2 separate regions of the Mus musculus genome follow, and region 2 is linked to region 1. Evidence: chromatin contacts called from public HiChIP or PLAC-seq data. All regions are on one chromosome and are shown on one strand. The core of a region is the stretch at or near the end of the contact, and the rest is flanking DNA. Distances in the headings are between cores, read along the strand shown.

What was found. HiChIP or PLAC-seq counts read pairs in DNA pulled down with a chosen protein or histone mark.
Region 2: a contact with region 1 is called in an H3K4me3 HiChIP or PLAC-seq map of the 230-238 cell line, with 4 times the contacts expected there. The contact joins two enhancer-like sites. A contact is called at or near these places in 9 of 39 promoter capture datasets (the C10 cell line, the HPC-7 cell line, cranial neural crest and 5 more) and 2 of 115 datasets of contacts at active chromatin or transcription factors (the 230-238 cell line and large pre-B cells).

The regions. Positions count from the first base shown.
Region 1 is chrX:48,123,983-48,130,770 of GRCm38.p6, reverse strand. It overlaps Xpnpep2 (X-prolyl aminopeptidase (aminopeptidase P) 2, membrane-bound), which reads right to left. Exons shown (of 21, transcript NM_133213.2): 12 at 6,046-6,155; 13 at 5,349-5,426; 14 at 3,831-3,902; 15 at 1,986-2,046; 16 at 655-724; 17 at 1-92. Among named protein-coding and RNA genes, the nearest start is that of Xpnpep2, 19 kb to the right of the region's middle. Within about 2 kb of position 3,135, at least 81 of the 459 cell types and tissues checked have an H3K27ac peak or open chromatin away from gene starts, as enhancers often do. A contact at or near this core is called in the 230-238 cell line, where this site is marked.
Region 2 is chrX:48,467,183-48,473,970 of GRCm38.p6, reverse strand. No RefSeq gene overlaps it. Among named protein-coding and RNA genes, the nearest start is that of Elf4, 16 kb to the right of the region's middle. Within about 2 kb of position 4,215, at least 5 of the 459 cell types and tissues checked have an H3K27ac peak or open chromatin away from gene starts, as enhancers often do. A contact at or near this core is called in the 230-238 cell line, where this site is marked.

The DNA of each region.
Region 1 (6,788 bases), core at 1,886-4,385:
GAGGAAGTTGCCAATGCCATGGCCTGTCCCATGACCATAATTGAGCCCAACTTCCCATAAGGCTCTTCGGGCAAAGGCTTCTATCACTCTCCCTAAAAGGGAAAAGAGATTGTTTCCAGTCCATTGGCTGGACCCTAGACTGTCTACCTTGGCATTTCCTACTCCATGCCTAGGGTGGTACCTGAGGATAAGAGCTCTTAAGAGGACACTGGGGTGGGATGGAGAAAGGCTGATGGATGAAAGTAGGAAGTGTCTCTCTGATAAACCCAGTCCTATCCCTCACTATCTTGAGGGATACATACATTAGACTTATTATCTGGACTGATGACTCTACTGAAATGTTCCCTCACGACATAGGCCTTAGCACTTTGACAATAATGTCCTCCAAGAATTTGTATATGATGTCTGAAGCTCACACTGGCTTTTCCTGCCTCTGAGCAACAGCACTGGATTAAGAGGCAGAGGACTTGGGTTCAAAGCCCGGTACCCCCAGTAATCCTATGTAAGACCTTGGACAAATCCTCTTTCCTGGCTAGACTTCCTTCTTTAAATGAGAGGGATGGGCTATCTCACTGGCCTCCCAGGATAGCAATCCAAGTCCCATAATATCAGAGCCTTGAGGTGCCTGGGTCCAGTCTGTTTTCTGGAATCTACCTGATGTAGCAGCAGGAAAGACAAGTCTGGACAGATCGATGTTTCCCATTAGCACTCGAGTATAGGCCTCCTGGTAAGGAAAGGAGAGGAAGAGGTAATATGAAGCACAGGAGGAGTGATAGGGGAATTTCCAGCTGCTTAGGTCTTAGAATAGATGGGAATGGAGGCCCAGGACAAGGGGTAGGAGACACATTCTCATGTGCCGTCACTCACTCAGGTTTTGGAAGATGACCAAATGAAGGTGGGGGGAAAAGGTGTTTCCAAAGCTGGGGCCAACTCCATGTGCTTCTCTTAGGCTCATATACAGGGGTCATAGTCATGTGCAGAGGAAATGTAGAGGGTAGTGACTGAGTGGGTGGCAGGCTCAAGTCTAGAATCCTGGCTTGGACACTCACTGACTTTCTCCCCTCTCTATTCCTTGGTGCCCTTATATTTAATAGGATGTTAGTGGTACGTGGTTGCTAAAGTCATAGGATAAAGTAGACTGACAATGAGCAGAAGCCAGTGAGCAAATGCTCAGGCAGAGGTAGCCTGCTTACTCCTATATTCCTCACAGGTAGGCTTGCAGTTTGCTATGTGGCCAAGGTTGGCTTTGAACAGTAAAAGTTTCCTGTCTTAACTGCCCCAGTATGTGCTACCATGCCTTAGCAACTTCCTTTAGCTTTCCTTAAGGTCTGAAGTGTGGGTTGGGTCTGATCATGTGGCAGAGCCTGTTTCCTGTTGGGGGAGAGAGAGATGGGCAGTGGTGACCTGTTCTGGTCACTGCTAGTGGCCATGTGGTCATATCATTTCCCCATACTCCTGCACTGGCTTGCCATTTGGGGCCCTGGGGAAACAGACTCCTCAACAGGCTAGTCTATGAGTTCCTGGAGGCCTGCACAACAGGGCTCCCCGTTCTGTGTTCCTGGTCTGCTGGCTGCATCTTAGCAGCTCCTTGGTCCACTCAGCACCCCGCCAGTGTCCTTGGTTCCACTCCAGCTGCGCAGACCTCCCTGTTTTTAGACCAGCTCTAGTTCTTTCGGATCTCAGATGCCCTGTGCTGTTTTTCTCCGCTAAAAAGAGTTTTCCCTCCCTTTTGCAGAGCACAGGCTAACCATCCAGATGGCCAATATCTGTACATTCATACACGGACATGACAAGAGGATGCACATGGCCTGAGGTCTTGGTGGAGGCCCGATTTTGCATTGGCTTTCCTGGTACTTTTTGTTTGACCTTGGGCAAACTAAATCACTTCTCTGGGCCTCGGTTTTACTCCTGTCAATTTGAAAGGGCTCTTGATGAGGTGATCACTTGGAGTAAACTGAAGGGAAAAATTAGGGTCCAGCACTTACCTTTTGGAAGGCAGTAGGAGTGCCCCAATGTACTGTTCTGGTGATATCTGTGGTCCCATCCCTGTGGAGAGAGAGAACTAATACATCTAATTCTGCTGAGGACTTGGGTGGAGGGCCCAGGGCCATGGTCTTCCTGTGTATTTTCTATTGTTTGTTTCTACTGGGCTTTGAGTGACTGGGCTGGAATAGGACATGTGGAAGGGCAAAAGGAAGAGAGAGAACTGGGCATGGTGGTGCAGGCCTGTAATCTTGGTATGCAGGAGAATTAGTTAGGAAGATTGTGATGGCAATGCCAGTCTGGGCTACACAGTGAGATCGTGTCAGGAAGAGGGAAAGGAAGAGAGAAAGAAAGAAAGAAAGAAAGAAAGAAAGAAAGAAAGAAAGAAAGAAAGAAAGAAAGAAAGAAAGAAAGAAAGGTTGATGGATGGGAGGGGGATAGAGGATAGGTACCACCATTAGAATCATATCTCAGCATCCACGTAACAAAGAGACTTAGTAGAGTTCTTAAGGTAAAAGTCACTATGTTCAGGGCATTGCCTATCTCTGTCTATCTGTCTGTCTGTCTGTCTATCTATCTATCTATCTATCTATCTATTTATCTCAATAAATTACAGATGGGAAGACTGAGGTTGAGAACGATGACAATATCCTAACCTTTCCACAGTCATAGCCCTTTACTATTTATAGGACACTTCTGCATCTCCCCACAGAGGGCAGCAGAGCAGGCTTCCTTATTAAAGATGAGGCCACTGAAGCCATTAGGCTGTGAGGTTGTCTCCTTCCCCAAGATTTGGTTAAAGCCAGGCTAGAGAAAATGCTGACTCCGCATAAGATGCTCTTGGCTATGGGCATGGCTTGGAATTCCATGAAAGTGAAGCCAGAGCCACCAGGTCCAACTCACAATCATTAGCTGTAGTGGTTCCCCCAGACAGGCACAGAGCATACCCATCCCATGGGGGAGGCATGGAAAAAGGGTCCCAGGACTCTGGGGCTTCTTGACAGTAGGTCATGGGGCATGGAGAACTTCTTCCTCGGGAGAGAAGAGGAAGTGAGGTGACTATTTCCCTACCTCACCCTCTTCTAAGCATGCCCCAACCCAACACGCCTCCACAAATGTACTTCCTCTTTACAGCCATCTCAAGTTCACACAGCATCAATCTAGTGAGAAGTACAGGCTGCTAAACTGAGCACATGGCAAGCTGGCTCCCCAACAGGTGTGCTATGAACAAGAGCCTCTGTCCTTGGTGCGTTCCACGGGATAGAAGTTGGGAAACCCAATAAAACTGCGAATGATTAGCCACACATTTCAAAGGAATATGGTTAGCTCATTAGGCATGATTGTCACACTGGAACTGTGTAGGTTAACACTGTACAAAAGAATCACTTCTAAAGGGCTTCGTCTTTTATCTGCCTCCATCTCCAACCTTACGTGGTCACTCATCTTGCCACAGGGAATGAGCTGGGTTTAACGACTCTGATGTGGGCTGTGTCTAGGGCTTGCTTGAGTGGGGGAGGATATAGGTGCTCACGTTTGTGCGGCCAGGCAGATCTGTGTAAATAATTTGCAGACTTGAAAAAAATTCCTTAAACAAGTCCAGTCTTTTCCTAATTCTCACCCAGGTGCTGCATGAGTGCCCCTATTATTCTAACCTCTGTGTGTTTTCTACTGTGCAGATGCCCACAATGGGAACACGAGAAGGCTGCTCAGGGCTTATTCAATACAGTTCCCTGCTTTAATCAAATGAAGACCTATGACTCAGGAAAGCCAGCTTCAGCCAGCCTCAGGAAACCCAGAATGCCTGAGCTGAGAGCTAGGCCAAGGCACAGTGGGGTGGGTATACATACCAGTATTGCCCCCCAGAATCCACCAGGTACATCTCATCTGAGGACAGCTTACGGTGCAGCTCTTTTGTTGGGCTAGGAATGAAAAACAAATACTGAGAGGAGAGACTCCGAACCCTGCACTGGGCAAACAGGGTGGAGCTGAGGACAGGGGCTAAGGAGAAACCGAAGAACTCCCTTTACTTGGGGGCTAGCCTTCCAGGCTCTCTGCTCTGGGGAAATCATCTGTACACATCTGCCAATCCTGGGAAGCACTTGGCTCTGACAGCAGCTGCAGCTGCTGTCTTAGTACACTTCTGTTTATCCTGCATATGGCTAAGCAGGACCTTGGTCCTTGGAAAGAGGAGCTAAGAGTTTCAGAGGCTACTTGGTTTGGCCATCTCTCCTCGAATAAGAACAAACCCACAGAGGCAAGAGGCTTGCACGAGGTACACAGCAAAGCAAAGAGGTTCTGGGCCTGAACTCTCTTTCTCTGTAAGTTCTTGATACATCCAAGAGGGCCCCAAGGAGCTAGTGCATAGGAAGAGAGGGGACTTTAAAAATAGGACTGGACAACAATATTTTAGGGGACTAAGGTATATCAGCTCTACCACTCTCGAGCTTCCATGGGCAAGGGTTGGGGAGGGGTCAGGGAGGGCGAACTCTTAGACATGCCAGGTCTTTCTCTGGAGGGCCTCTGACTCCTCTTTTGTCAAGTCCAGGCCAACTTGATGCATTTGGTTAATTTGGTCCTCCAAATTTTATCAGGCAGGCCTACCATGGTTTGTTTTCTGTGAGACCAAGTATTTGACTATCTTATATTTTGCACTCACTATAGTTGACAGAAGCTGAATAGACAGGCCTTTTCTCTGTGGGGTTTTGTGTGATTGTACTCATGCCTGAAATCACAAATTGCTAGCCTGACTGAGTTATGAAGCAAACCCCATCTCAAGCTAGCTGTGGTGGTGCACACATTTAATCCCAGCACTTAAGAAACCTTAGTCAGGAAGATTAGGAAACCCAATCTTGACTATGTAATGAGTTTGAGACTAGCCTGGGCTACATGAAACATTGTCTCAAAAACAAAAACAAAAACAAACACCACCACCACTACCAACAACAAAACCCTCCAAAAAACCACCAACCAAAAAAAAAAAAAAAACAAAAAAACGAAAAACAAAACAAAAACAAAAACCCAAGTCAATAAAACTATTTCTGAAAAAAAAAACAACCATAAAAATTTCACAGAAAGAGTTTCTAACAGAAACTGTGCTTTCCTTGAACCCTAAAGACCCCAGAAGCACTCAAGCACTCCCCAAATCCCTGCTTTTTGGGAACAAAAGCCATTCTCAGACCTATTAATTTCAAGGAGATTTCGAATGGCAAAGGAGTCCCTCCCTTGACTACCCACAGTCCTGAAGGCCCCAAACCTTAAATGTTGACTCAAAGCTCAGAACATTCCCTTCCCAACCCAGGTCCCCTCTACTCACAACCATGACCCCTGGTCACAAGCACTGTAGAAACTTCTTTGTTCTGAAGTACCTGTAATGGGCCAGGGCGGCATTCAGGCCACTAGCAGAGATGGTTTCAAAACTGGGTCCAGAGGAGAAGTTTTCATTCCTAGGCAAGGCAAGGTAAGGAATGGGCAGAGAATGGCGCACGGACTAGGCTGTGACTAGGATATGTCGCACAGCAAATGCCCAGCTGCCTTCACCCCAACCTGACTCCATTTACCTCTCCCTGCCCCACCTCTGCCAGCTTTGTCCTGTCACATATACAGAGAACACTCATGCACAGAGAAGGATAGATTATGGACACCAATTCTTGACCTTTGCCTCTACTTTCCTTACGGGAGAGAAGAAAGGCAATTCCCTGTATCTGAGAAACATCCCACCCATGTGCTATGTCTTGCACCTCAAACATAGATGCTATGCAAGCTGCCTCAAGAAGCCTTCTTTCTACTGGAAGCTCCTAAGAGTCCCAGGGGCCCCCTGGCCTAAGCAGGCCTTTCCCAGGGAGAAGGAGCTGTGTCTGAGGCGTTCGCTAGGGGGTGCTGTTGGGTTGTCCCCACTTTCAGCAGGGCTGGAGAATATCCTCCAACACCCCAAGCACCGCTCCCAGACCACCCACGAACCTGTCAATCTCACTTCCAAATACAAGCATGATCTTTATTCTTCCTAAGGGGACTAATTACTCCTCACTTCCCCACCCCCGCACCAAAAGATAATAAGTCCAGTACCGTCGTAACTCATCAATGTATTCTGCCCCAGAAAACTCATCCACCGTGCCTTTGGGCACGTTCTTCTCCAACCAGACCAAGTACTGGATCACAGCCACAGCGTCCCGCACCTGAAGCCGGAAGAGTGACTAAGGCTGGCCGAAATGGCAGCCTCCTCGCTTAGGGAAGACGATCAGATAGCTGCCCTGCAACTGAGTGCTTTAAAAACATGACAATTTTACTGGCTACTGGATAGCAAAAGGATTCTCATTAATGTTTATATCTAATCAGAGTGTGCTCATGTTTTTAAAAGCCTTCTTATCTTTAGAAATACTCACTGAAGCAGTGACAGTTGAAATGATAGAATATGTGGGATACGCTTTAAAATAATCCAGCAGCAAGGGGTGGGACAGGAGGGTCATGCTCGGGGGTGTGGGTGGGGTGTGGGTGGTGTTACAGATGAAACAGCTTTGGGCAAGACTTGATTATTGAAGCTGGGTAATGGTGACAGGGAATCTTAGGATATTTTCTGTTCTGTAGTGTATGTTATTATTATTTTTTTAAGAAAAAAATATTTTATCCTAATGTCTAAAAAGTGAGTCATCCTCTTGCCAGGCAGGAAATTGTTACATCTAACACTTATTTAATACAGGCAGTGTTCAAAGCAATGCAATCACCACATGTGATATCTACATATCTATATAAATATAGAGATATTTGTTGTTTCTTGCTTTTTTTTTTTAGAGTCTTCCTTAAGCATTTTC
Region 2 (6,788 bases), core at 2,966-5,465, 340 kb before region 1:
CAGTTAGACACACAGATCTGGGGGTTACTGGTTAGTTCATATTATTGTTCCTCCTATAGGGTTGCAGACCCCTTTAGTTCCTTGGGTACGTTCTCTAGCTCCTTCATTAGGGGTTCTGTGTTCCATCTAATAGATGACTGTGAGCATCCACTTTGTATTTGCCAGGCACTGGCATAACCTCACAAGAGACAGCTATATCAGGGTCCTGTCAGCAAAATCTTGCTGGCATATGCAATAGTGTCTGGGTTTGGTGGCTGTTTATGGGATGGATCCCCGGGTGGGGCAGTCTCTGAATGGTCCTTCCTTCTGTCTCCTTCTGAACTTTGTCTCTATAACTCCTTCCATGGGTATTTTGTTCCCCATTCTAAGATGGAACAAAGTATCCACACTTTGGTCTTCCTTCTTAAGTTTCATGTATACAGAGCTAATTCTCAACTGAGGAATACCGAATGGCTGAAAAGCACCTGAAAAATGTTCAACATCCTTAATCATCAGGGAAATGCAAATCAAAACAACCCTGAGATTCCACCTCACACCAATCAGAATGGCTAAGATCAAAAATTCAGGTGACAGCAGATGCTGGCGAGGATGTGGAGAAAGAGGAACACTCCTCCATTGTTGGTGGGATTGCAAGCTTGTACAACCACTCTGGAAATCAGTCTGGCGGTTCCTCAGAAAATTGGACATAGTACTACCGGAGGATCCCGCAATACCTCTCCTGGGCATATATCCAGAAGATGTCCCAATGGGTAAGAAGAACACATGCTCTACTATGTTCATAGCAGCCTTATTTATAGTAGCCAGAAGCTGGAAAGAACCCAGATGCCCCTCAACAAAGGAATGGATACAGAAAATGTGGTACATTTACACAATGGAGTACTACTCAACTATTAAAAACAATGAATTTATGAAATTCTTAGACAAATGGATGGATCTGGAGGATATCATCCTGAGTGAGGTAACCCAATCACAAAAAAAACACACACATGATATGCACTCACTGATAAGTGGATATTAGCCCAGAAGCTCAGAATACCCAAGATACAATTTGTAACCAATACTCTTAACCACTGAGCTGTCTGTCCCTCTAGGCCCATAAGGAAAGGAGGAAAGAATTTGTTTGTTTGTTTGTTTTTGTATTTTTTTAAAGTAGGGTCTCACTGTAGCTCTTCTGGCCTAGAATTTGCTGTGTAGAGCATGTTGGTTCCATGAAACGCTCACCTCTGTTTCCCTAGTGCTGCCGTTAAAGGTGTACACTACCATGGCCAATTAGAGCTCTACCTCTACAGGCGAGTTCACTGCTTCTATGAAGAAAGGTTGTGTGTGTGTGTGTGTGTGTGTGTATTACATTCTAATCAAATAGTCTACAACTGAGCTACATCCTGTCTCCCTGTTTGCTTTCAAAACAGTCTCATGAATTTGCCCAGGGTGACCTTGAACTTACTACCCAAGTAGGCCTTGGACCTGTAATCTTCCTGCCATAGCCTCTTTAGTACCTGTGATTACAGGACTATACCAAAAGGCCCAATTAAATTATGTAACTGCTAACATTGAATCTCATTTTCTCAATGGTAGCCCAGTGGTAGAATGTATGCTTAGAATATAGGAGGAACTCTGTTCAATTCCCAGCATCAAAAGTAAATAAGTGGGCTGGTGAGATGGCTCAGTGGGTAAGAGCACCCGACTACTCTTCCAAAGGTCCAAAGTTCAAATCCCAGCAACCACATGGTGGCTCACAACCACCCGTAATGAGATCTGATGCCCTCTTCTGGAGTGTCTGAAGACAGCTACAGTGTACTTACATATAATAAATAAATAATAAGTAAATAAATCTAAAAAAAAAAGTAAATAAGTAAAAATTTAAAATTTATTTCCATCAAGAAAATTTTTACTACTTTTTAAAAAAGACTTATTTTATTTTATTTATTTATACTTCAGACGCACCAGAAGAGGGCACCAGATCACATTACAGATGGTTGTGAACCACCATGTGGTTGCTGGGAATTATGAGTTAAACTGTAGCTGTCTTCAGACAGCACCAGAAGAGGGCATCAGATCTCATTACAGATGGTTGTGAGCCACCATGTGGTTGCTGGGATTTGAACTCAGGGCCTTTGGAAGAGCAGTCAGTGCTCTTAACCGCTGAGCCATCTCTCCAGCCCTTTTTACTACTTTTCAATAGTCCTCTGTCAGTCAGCTCAATGGTAGAACACTTGTGTAGCCTGTGCAAGCCCCCGGGTTCTGTCCTCAACAGCACAGAATTGAGAACACAGTTATGAATATCTCTGTAAACAGAAAATTGCTACTTGCCTGATATTTTATGACTTATTTGTGTTTATTTTATATACATTGGTGTTCTGCCTGTATGTATGTCTATGTGAGGGTGTTACAATCCCTGAAACTAGGATTATAGACAGTTGTGAGCTGCCACGCGGGTGCTAGGAATTGAACCTGAGACCTTTAGAACAGAGCAGCCAATGCTCTTAACCGCTGAACCATCTCTCCAGCCCTACTTGCCTGATTACAAAAGCAACTTAAAATGAAAGGAAGTTTACAGTTGTAGCCCTTCTGAATACCAGAACAGGCCATGTTTGACTCCAAGAACCATCTGCACTAGGACAGGTTCTTATTATGTGGACACATATTTAGTGAGCTATGATCTGATCTGTGACATATCCACTGGTATATAGACATTTCTTCAGTACCCTATAAAATAGGAATCATTATGCAGTAATATCTGCTGCTTATATAGATGGGGTAGGGCATTTCAAAATCATTGTTCGACAGGTTGGTTCATATAGTACATCTTACCCAGATCCACGTCTCACTTTCCCTTCAGAAAAGGGCGAGCCTCCAATGCCTATCAACCACACATGTTATATGAAGTTGTAATACGACTAGGCACCTCCCCCCATATTAAGGCAGGACGAGGCAACCCAGTAAGAGGAAAGAACCCCCAAAGCAGGCTCCCTCTGTTAGGAGTCCCACAAAGACACCAAGCAACACAACCATAATACATAGCCAGAAGGCCTAGGTTAGACCCATGCAGGCTCCCCGATTGTCGGTTCAGTGTCTGTGAGCCTCTGTGAGGACAGGTTTGTTGATCCTGTGGGTTTCCTATAGTGTTCTTGACCCTCTGGCTCCTACAGTCCTCCTCTCCCTCTTCAGTAAGATTCACTGAATTCCTTTTTTTTTTTTTTCTGTTTTTTTCGGGACAGGGTGAATTTCATTTTTAAACGTTGTATTGTCTCAGGAGACAGGCAAACAGATCTCAGTGAGTTAGAGGCCTACCTGGTCTACATAGCAAGATGCTTGCCAGCCAGGACTTCATAATGAGCCTGTCTTGTAAAGAAAATCAGATTTTGATTTGTTTTTATGATATTGACAGTTTAGTTTAATTCTCTGGCAGCGGTTTTTGTGTCACTGTAATGCAGTTAATTAAAAATTAAGTGACCTAGTCCATCTAATGCATGTCCATTGCCTTCTGTGAGCTAGGTAGATGGCAGCATTGTTAAATATGACCAGGGCTGGGCATGGTGCTACATGGTTTTAGTGCCAGTACCGGAAGGCAGAAGCTGCTGATTTTGTGACCAGTTTGGTCTACATAGCAAGTTTTAGTCAAAAACCATGTCCAGTGAGGCTGGGGTAATAATCAGTGAATAAAGTGCTGGCCTCACGAGCAGTGAAGCCCCAGGACCCGGATCAACACCAGAACCCATGGAGATTCCAGGTGGGTGCTGACCCCCTGGAGTCCCAGTGCTCTTGAGGAGCTGGCAGAATTTCTGGAGCAAATTAGCTCACAGATTACCTGTATCAGTGAGCTCTAGAGTCACCTGAGAGACCCTGCCCCACTAAATGACATAGAGATAGACTGAGGGAGACTCCTGACTCCTTGGCCTTTACATGCATGTCCACATGCAGGCATACCACCCATCAGTGTATACTCACACATGCAAATAGTGATACGTATAGATAGCACATCTACTTGAGAAACTTAAAGGAGCTGTGCATAATGGTACACACCTTTACTCCCAGCATCAGGAGGCACTTCTGAGTTTGAAACCAACCTAGACTAAATAGTGACTTCCAGGCCAAGGAAGGCTGTGCAGCTGTTTCAAAAAGAAAAGGGGGGAGGAGAAGTGCCTGTTTGTCACCCACACATCAATTTCCAAGTATCTTCTAACAGTCCATGATCTCAGCTCACTCTTCCTGCCTACATCCTGTCTCATGACTTTATTTCTTTTATTTTTGAGACTGGCCCCAGATGGCCTGGGGCTCTCTAGAGACCAGGCTGGCCTCAAAACTCAGAGATTTACCTCCGTTTGCCTCCCAAGTGCTGGGCGTAAAGGTGTGTACCACCATCCCTGGCCTTTCTTGTAACGTTTATAAAAGGTACTCACATGTGCATGCAAATACACTCCCATCTGACTTATTAAGCTCTCTAAACTTTGTTTCATTCCTATTACATATAAAACTCCATTTCCCTCCCCTTTCTTCTTTCAACCCAAATCAAAGCCTGCCTTGGACTAGTGTCCATGTATGATTTCTCTGTGAGTTCCAATTGCAATTATTACCTTAATCTTTATTGTCCTTTTAACGTCTTAAAATCCTTATTACACACATTTATTGTACATATAACATGTCATGGCTTGTGTGTGAGGTCAGAAAGCGAGTTTCTGGAGTGTGGGTCGTGGGAATCCAACTCAGGTTGTCAGGCTTAACAGCAAGCACTTTTACCTCCTGATCCATCTCACCAGGTCAGCTCTTTGGATTCTTTTTAGTTTTTGGTTAACACGTTTTATGTTTATTAAAATGGTCCAGTGTAACATCGATATATGCAGTGACATACGCTGATCAAATCCAAGCCCCTTTCTCCACTCCCATATTTCCCAGCTTCCAGTAATTATTCTACTTTCAGCTAATTTATTTCTAGCTTCCTTCCATCTAGGAGATAGAACGTAGCCAGGCGTGGTAATGTATAGTCTTAATCCCAGCAATCAGGAGGCAAAGGCAGGTGGATCTTGTGAGTTAGGCCAGCCTGATCTACAAAGTGAGGTCCAGGATAGGCAAAGCTAGGCAGTGAAACCCTGACTCAAAAACAGACAGACAAACAAAAAAGCAGATAAAAAAGAAAACAAATTAATTGCTCTTTTAAATTTTCTTAAATTAATTTTTAAAGCTGATACATCAGAACAAAAATGGTGATTTGTGATGTTTTGATTTTGGTTTATGTATATATTCTATAATTTTCAAATCAGGGTAAAGATATTCCTCTCCTCACCTCTCATGCTAGCCCAGAGTTTTGGCTTCTATGGATTGATCCATACCCTCAAACCATAGCCACTGGTATTTATGTCATTTCTAAAGGAATTGCAGGCTCTCCCAGAGCACAAACTGTCCCCCTCCACTCCAAGATGTTGACCATATGCCATAACCCAGAAAACTCGGGCAGAGTATTGAAAGAGTCCTTCCTTGGTTGGTTGAATGATATTAGGTAACAGGTTTGATTGTAAAACGAGCCTCTTACAGGCTCTGATCTTCGTAATTCAGATTGTTTACGAAAGGATATTCGACCCCCATCACGTCACCCACTGCCATAAGTTGCCATTTACCCAGGATACATTTAATCAGCCTAGGCCATGGAAGATCACGGAGTCTGATTTCTAACTTCACAGCAAAATGCAGTGCCAGTTGAGGTTTAGCCTCAAGTAGCATCTCTATCATTAGCAGGGCCATACCACAATGCAGGACAGGGCAAGACATGCCCTGGGATGAAAAGTCAGAGCTTTGTCAGAATACCAAGTATTTGTAGCCCACCCTCTTGAATTCAATCCAGTTCCTTTTGCCATTTTTCAAATACTATCAGATGGTACCTTGCTACCTCTTATTGCTGCTTGGCTACCCATAAGGCATGACACAAGATGTCCTAATATTTTAAGCCTGGCAAGATCAACTAAGAGGAGGTTCACTTGATTTGAAAGGGGTCAGATTAAGCCTCTCTATGAAGGATGAGGTCAGCACATGTGGTTTATTTTTATTTTTTGTTGTAATCAACAAGGCCTGTTTTGGAGACAAGGACTTACATCAGACAGGGATGAGGGTGGGAACACACAGTGACCTACTGCAGGCTGCTTCCTTGAAGGAAAACCAGCAGCTTCTCTAGAGACCTATTTATACAAAGGAACTCTCCCCTCCCTTCCAGGGCTACCTCTTCCCTTTCCAGCTCCTGCAATAGCCCTTCCATTCCCTGACTCCGCCCAAAGCGGAGTACCCTTGCTGTCCAGATTGTTGGGATTCCATGCTAACACCTCACTCTCTGGGCAGAAGGAAAGTCCTCCTGGGACCAGAGTAGAAGAAGTAGGCCTACCTCTGGCTTTCATTCCTATCTTATCAGAGAATTTCTAGTGGTCACAGACACATATACACAGTACCACACACAGATACATAAAGCCCAAGCCAGTAATGACGTCTCCCAGCCTGGCTGGTTCTACATATGGGTGTGACTGGGTCATAGTACAGGGAGGGCCTAAGTACTTAGATACTGGACTGCCAAACTCTAGTTATAAACCAGAGATCATCTCAAAACAGACAGTTGAGAAGGGAAAATACCCCTGACACCCGGAAGCTGAATTAGTACTATCAGGAAGCCTTGTTATGGCTAGTAACTGACCTGGCATTCATAGGTTCAAGTACTGTTTTGAACATAAAATCTCAGAACATTAGCATCACACAAGGCTCTGCATGACCACAATGAATCTAGACAAAAAAAAAAAAAAAAGACTTCTACA